Linked DNA regions of Mus musculus: region 2 is linked to region 1. The links are chromatin contacts, called in public HiChIP or PLAC-seq maps. All regions are on one chromosome and are shown on one strand. The core of a region is the stretch at or near the end of the contact, and the rest is flanking DNA. Distances in the headings are between cores, read along the strand shown. Region 1 overlaps Dera (deoxyribose-phosphate aldolase (putative)). Region 2 holds the start of A830011K09Rik (RIKEN cDNA A830011K09 gene).

What was found. HiChIP or PLAC-seq counts read pairs in DNA pulled down with a chosen protein or histone mark.
Region 2: a contact with region 1 is called in an H3K4me3 HiChIP or PLAC-seq map of neural tube, with 6 times the contacts expected there. The contact joins the promoter of A830011K09Rik here to the enhancer-like site in region 1. A contact is called at or near these places in 2 of 39 promoter capture datasets (hippocampal neurons and second pharyngeal arch cranial neural crest), 2 of 484 Hi-C or Micro-C datasets (cerebral cortex and cortical neurons) and 4 of 115 datasets of contacts at active chromatin or transcription factors (astrocytes, embryonic forebrain, forebrain and 1 more).

The regions. Positions count from the first base shown.
Region 1 is chr6:137,795,647-137,799,043 of GRCm38.p6, reverse strand. Dera (deoxyribose-phosphate aldolase (putative)) reads right to left here. Exons shown (of 9, transcript NM_172733.1): 6 at 2,162-2,290. Among named protein-coding and RNA genes, the nearest start is that of Dera, 43 kb to the right of the region's middle. Within about 2 kb of position 1,948, at least 8 of the 459 cell types and tissues checked have an H3K27ac peak or open chromatin away from gene starts, as enhancers often do. A contact at or near this core is called in neural tube, where this site is marked.
Region 2 is chr6:138,421,620-138,424,730 of GRCm38.p6, reverse strand. A830011K09Rik (RIKEN cDNA A830011K09 gene) reads right to left here and starts at 1,626. Exons shown (of 4, transcript NR_126073.1): 1 at 1,366-1,626. Lmo3 (LIM domain only 3) reads left to right here and starts at 1,701. Exons shown (of 4, transcript NM_001356306.1): 1 at 1,701-2,290.

The sequences.
Region 1 (3,397 bases), core at 699-3,198:
CACGCACAGTGAGGCTATTCGGCCACACCCGTCCTCTCCTATGTGGAGTCATATGCTTTTCCTATAAAATCAGAAGAGAAACTATTAATGTGGGGGAGGGAAGATCAGAGGAAGAGACAGTAATTCTTGCATATACAACACACACACACAAGGCAGAGGGAAGCCACCTGTGAGGACGGAGGAGGACCACAAGGAATAACAGGGAGGGAGGCCAACGTGAACGGAGCTCACTGGTGACGTGCGTCTGCAGCTTCACCACAAAGTCTGGCCTTTTCTACACTAGCTAAACTCTAAACTAGCAATGTAAGAAGACCAAACTGAGAATGAATCTGTTGATGTACCCCACAGCTACAGGCTCAACAGGCTAGTTAAATGGTGAAGCAGAGCCCATAAACACAGCAGAGGGCAAACTGCACAGAAAGCAAGGGCAGTGGCAGCTTCCAGCCAGTTTTCTCTGGGCACAGCAGATGGAGGCGGCCTAACACCACCTTCCCTCTGGGAACTGCTTGTGCAGAGCGTCCACGGCTGACCTTTCAGAAAGCCCATACTTTTTTCCGGACAGTGTTATAGCTGTGGTAAGAGACACCTCAGGGCAGCTCAGTTGTGGCCCCATCAAGTGCCTTGGCCTTGCGAGCATGCTGACACGGCAACACCCTCAAAGGTGTCCCACAAATGGTTGCTGCCATGTTTGGCTGCAGCTCCTTGAAGATGGCCTCAACTTTTCGTTTGTTGCCCAGACTAGCAGTCTCTTCCTTGGCTAAGAACCAGAAGGGGACCACATGTCTAGCTAACACACTGAGGGCCTTAACACAGTCACCCCAAGTCACAATGAGCCTTCTACTGTGGACTGCTGAACTCCAGCACCCCAGTGCTGTGCAAAGTACTCTATTTCTACTTAGCCTCAGATATTTAGGGATCTGGCTTTAAAGGACACAAGCAGCAACAAGTACCCACAGGGCCGGCAGCAGGGACCAGGCCGGATCATCCTCAGTGGCCTGGCTGATGCTCAGTAGAGTCCCAGGGAAGCATCCACTAGGCCCGACGGCATTCAAAAGGCACACGAGAGTATCCAAGGCTTATATCTAAAGTATAAACATCTACAGCGTGACCACAATGAATGGCCTGAACCAGGGAAGCCAGGCATCTTCATCCCAGAGTTAGGGCCCCTAGGGGACACCTCAAAATCAGCTCTCACTCCCAGCACAGTGAGGCGTGTCATCTAATAGAGAATTAATCAATTAATCGAAAGGATATGGAGCTCTCGAGAAGATGAATCAAGCGGTGGGGAAGGAAGTGATGCCAGACACTGGCGTGGCTGTGCTGAAGTCAAGTGTGCTGAGGACAGAGGCCTTCGAGGCAGGGGCCCAACATGCACAAGGACACAACGGAAGCTGAGTCCAGGAGTGAAGGGGAAGGAGACAGGAGAAGACACAGACAGAGGGCCTGGAAGTTGCACTCCATCTGGGCATCTGGGGGGGGGGGGGACGGTTGTAAAGAAGTGGGGTCATGATCAAATCAGCGCTGAGAAGGCCATTTAACAGCACAGAGGAGAGAAGACTAGAAAGGGCCAGAAGTAGGGACGGAGACCTGAGCTGAAGTAACCCACTCGGGAGGGTTTGCCCAGGACAGCAGCTGCAGCGTGGAGAGAGATGCAGCAGGCCACTCCCTGGTACAGTGGAGGTGAGAAAGAGGCCGGCGGAGCTCCAACCTGAGCGGATGCGTCTGCTCTGTGCAAAGCAACAGAGGTCAATAGAGGTCAACCTCTATCTGAAAGTAAGAAGAACGCCCCCCGGATTCTTCCTTACATTAGCAGGAACAAAAGCAGGGGCCACTTGAGAAAGCACAGACAGGTCTCAGAAAGACGCAATGCTAAACTAAATCCTCTCCAGCACACACGGAGGAAGAATCAACTAGCACAAAAGGCAATTTGCTAACAAGAGCGCCATCTACTGCTACATAGGGAGAGCGCAGCAAAAGAAAAATGCTACAAACCAACAGAAAAGTGGACAGAGGCCCAAAGTCTCCATTCACAAATCTCATCTCAGCCCTCTGGAAAGAGGATGACGGTAGCACTTGCAATACCATCCAAATGCTTGTCTTCCCTTGTTTCTCCTAAAACCGTCGACCCAGTGGGCAGCAGGTCTGAAGACACGAAGCTTACCTGCCATCATCGCTACCAGGCTGGCTTTGTAGACGTTGGTGAGAGAGCCCAGTTCGCCCGTAGCTAGGATGGTTTTGAGATGGGCCTCGCCACAGGCCTTTCGAAACTGAGTGACCTCATCGTAGAGAGCTGTGGAGGAAACCATTGCAGCTGTTACAAAGCAGGCAAGGGGTAAAGGTGGCGGCTCTTTAGAGCCAGAAGAACCCACTTCGGATTTAGGAAACATAAGACATTTGCCACTTACTAAACATCACCCCAATTTAATATCGCCTAGAGCACCCTGCTACAGTTCACATTCAGTGCCTGGTTTGACACCATAAAACTGTTCCCAAGCCCTGGGCCTGGGGTCAAGAGTCATAAAGCCTCTTAAATACCATTATGAAGACATGCAAAGTACAAATAATTTCTACTTTTTTCCACGTGATTAGGACCTGAGGGAGAAAATAAAAGCAAATCTATCTGCCATACATATAGCATCCAGTTACTATACCACGAGGAAAAGATATCCTGCGGTTCCTATTCATTCTCCTCCAGAGGTAGCAGGTTCTCTTGTTAGCGTTTAAAGCAGACCTTTCCTGGGAGACGAGCAATGCCGATGCAGGAAGAGCTCACTGGCCACCACTGTAGACAGTAAGTACATGAGAACATGAGGTGATGGGCTGGCAGGTGCACTGCAGGTATGTGAGGAAAGCTCACGCTAGTGGTGTGCACTGAGGTGGCTGTCAATCACCCAAGCTCTACTTCACCTTCCAGAGCTCCAGACAGAGCCTGCGAGCAGCCTGGTAAGTAGACTAGACAGAGTCGGGTCGACAAAGCAACCAAAGACACATGGCAAGACCAAACTGAGGGAAGCGGCTGAAGGAAAACCAAACAGTTCAAAGAAACCAAAGCAAGCGAAAACCAACTCGAAAACAAAACACAAACGAAACACACACAAAATTAAAAACATGTAAAACAAAGAAAAGAAATACCAGTAAAGAGGCAAAAATGTTAGTAAACAAAATCAATGTGTTTCAAAAGCTACTTAAGAGGCATCTGTCAAGGATAGCATGGGCTTTAGCCTTCTCCCCCTAGCCTACCGTCTATCTGATTCCCCAAACTCTGGAATCAGAAAATCTGCCACAATGACCAGGGTGGCTTGTGTGTGTCTTAGGGGAAGCTGGTTTTACACACAGGATGTCTGGTGTTTGTCACCACCAGATTGTCCCCACAGAAGGTCTGAGGTGACAGCCCTGT
Region 2 (3,111 bases), core at 377-2,876, 630 kb before region 1:
CTGGCTGGAGGGTGGGGTAGGACAAGCAGGGAGCTGTGTGGATGTGTGTGTGTGTGTGTGTGTGTGTGTGTGTGTGTGTGTGCGTGCGCGCACGCCTGAGTACTAGGGCCAGGAAAAGCCAAAACTTAAGAAGTCTGCTTATAGACTGAACAGCTGAAGGGGTTCTCAGTAATCTTCCTGTCTGTGAATTTCGGTATTTTTCAGGTTAGTTCTGAGTTTTGTTGTCTTTGAAAGGGAGAAGAAAGCAAGCCACCTACTATTTTCTTAGGAGCCTTCTGAAGGTTGGGATTAAAAAATAAATTAGACCGGCTATGCCAGGACTTTGGATATAGGGAAGCATAATTTAACATAAATATTCAAGGGGGACTGCTTTAGTGTGTGTGTGTGTGTGTGTGTGTGTGTATATATATATATGTATATATATATATATATATAATTTGATAGATCGGATAGATAGATAGATAGATAGATAGATAGATAGATAGATATTAAAATTGATGTTACAGAAGTAGCAAAGTTTTTCTGTATTGTTTGAAGGGTGTTTTGTGGGTAGTGTTTTTTTGGGGTGGGTGGGTAGTTCAACAATTGATCCTGTCTTGGCACTGAGAGCATCACATCCAGTGTCATTCAAACTGGCACTATTTTTAAGCTTAACCTTTTGACAAGGCTTTGTGAGAGATGCTGAGAGGACCTTGATAGAGACACCAAAGTGGGCGATAGCTGAAGTTTAAAAACTTAGAAAAAGGAGATGGTTTAAAGCTACCAGTGACCTATAGAGCATCGGAGTGCAGGGAAGAGGTTAAGAGTAATGGGAAAAATTTAGAGGCAAAAATAAAAGGATGTACCCAGGCCTTAAAATAAGTGTATGAAGGCAGGGTGTAGGTGGGCAAGTGGCCAGGGGACCGGCTTAGTCCTGGAAGTCTGGCTCAGCTTCCTGGGGACTAACACTGAAGCAGGTTTCAAAGTCAAGTATTCACCTATCTGTAGTAAGTGTGTTTCAGTGGCCACTTTGGGTTCAGCACCTGGTATGGGGTACAAGTTCACAGTCTGACTCCTGGGGCCATTCGAGAGAGAGGAAAGGGTGTGTGGCACTGCCTGGCCTGAGTTTACATGACAAGGCATTCTGCACAGGGACTTCAGAGAGTTTCTAAACAGAATTCATAGCCCTGGAAACTGCAGACACCCCCAGACATTTACTAAAAGGAGGGCTGTGCAGTTTTCCAGTGTTCCCTGGTAGCACTTTGATTCCTTGGCTTTTATTTTAACTTCCTCCACTGGCACTGTCAGTAACAGATTTAGAGGGCAATTTGCTTTCATAGTCCCCATCCTATTCCAAAATGCCCCCGTTATTTTAGGAAGCCCTACCCTTCTCCTTTGGAGCTCTTTTGCAGTTCTTCTTGTGGGCGAGTCCTGGAGGTAGGGTCCTTCCAGAGTCCAGTCCTGCAGAGGTCACATTCTCTGTGTGATAGGCATGGGTGGGAGGGGATGTCCCCAGCGTTTGTCAGTAGCATATGCAATGGGTTGTGCTGACTGCACTCCCAGGCTTGTCAATTTTCACCCTGGGAAATTAGCAACAAAGCCTGGATCTGTCTCGTGGCTGCTTTTGCACTTTCCGAGGGCGGCTGTACTTGACTGAGCTGCGGAACAGACAGCAGAGACACAGCGAGAGAGAGAGAGAGAGAGAGAGAGAGAGAGAGAGAGAGAGAGAGAGAGAGAGAGAGAGAGAGAGAGCTCAAGCAAGCTAGCGAGCAAGGGAGCCAGCTAGAGGGAGGGAGAGAAGGAAGAGAGAGAAGAGGGAGGGGTGGGGGCGAGAGGTAAATACTCTTAAATCGGAAGGGAGCTGCCTTCACTGTGGATCTGACAGGCGCTGCCTGGGCTCCGAGGCGCTGTAATAACTGGGTGACCTTTTCTTGGGCTGTATTATGTCTGGCTGGGAAGGGATTGCATTTTGCGGCTGAGAGCCAGGGCTTCCTTCAGCTCGGGCTCCTCGCACACTGCTGGGGTAAGTTGTCAGGAGCCAGGACCAAGAGAGACATCCCCCGGACTGCAGTTGCCTAAAAGAAGGACACCTGTGGCTCGCATGCGGTCCACACTGGTACTTGGCGGATCCTGGAGGACCTCATTATTTTAAACTTAAAAAAATATATAGAGAGAGATTCTACCCCCCGGTTTTTTTTTTTCCTTTTTTTTTTTCAAACAATGTTTCTTTTTGACCTTTCCCAAGGAGAAGCGCTACCAAGCAGCCGCTGGGCTCATTGAACACCCTCCCCTGTATCGCTTAATTGAGAAGGTAAGTCAGGGGTTGTGTACTCACGCGTCGGCTTATTTGTGCTGTGTATGTCTGCTGGTGCGCGCGTGCGTGTGCGGATGTTGGGTGGCTTTTTTTTCTTCTTCTTCCCCATCCTCTCCCAAGAAGGCATAAAGTAAAGCTGCACCCGAACCATCCCCACCACCACTGCAACTTTCACCGGGCTGCAGGTCTGCAGAGAGGGTTTTGTGTTTGTTTGGTTCTGTTTAAATCATGGGAGGCATCATTATTTTTGTGATGAGACATGAAATAGATGTGGGGCGGAAGACGTGGATGCCGGAGGAAGAGAGTGGAGCGCGCGGCTGCAGCGCGACGCAACATCTCAAGTAGGAGTCTAGTGCATAATAGACAAAGTTCATTGGGAGCTGCAACATTCGCACACCCTGACTCTGGAAGAGGGGTTGGGACAGTTTGCAAAGGTTGGGGGCGGGGTGTTGCTACCAGGCTAAGGGAAGTGATATCAGTCTTGGGTATTTTCCCAGACCTTTCTACACCTGCTTGATGAAATGTATGCCTGCCACCCCCAAGAAAGAGTTGAAATTACAACCTTGTTTTTGTCTACACCCCTGCTTCTCCCAATGCAACCTTAATATCAAAACACTGCTTCTGTGTGTTGCAAAAGTGACTGTGTCGTGTTCAGTGGACATAGGTTCCTTGTACCCAAGTGTCTGCATCTTAACAGGGAGAGAGAGAGAGAGAGAGAGAGAGAGAGAGAGAGAGAGAGAGAGAGAGAGAGAGAGAGAGATTCAGCACATTTTAACCGGGGCTACTCAGATTGCTGTTATGAAACACAAGTCAGATTT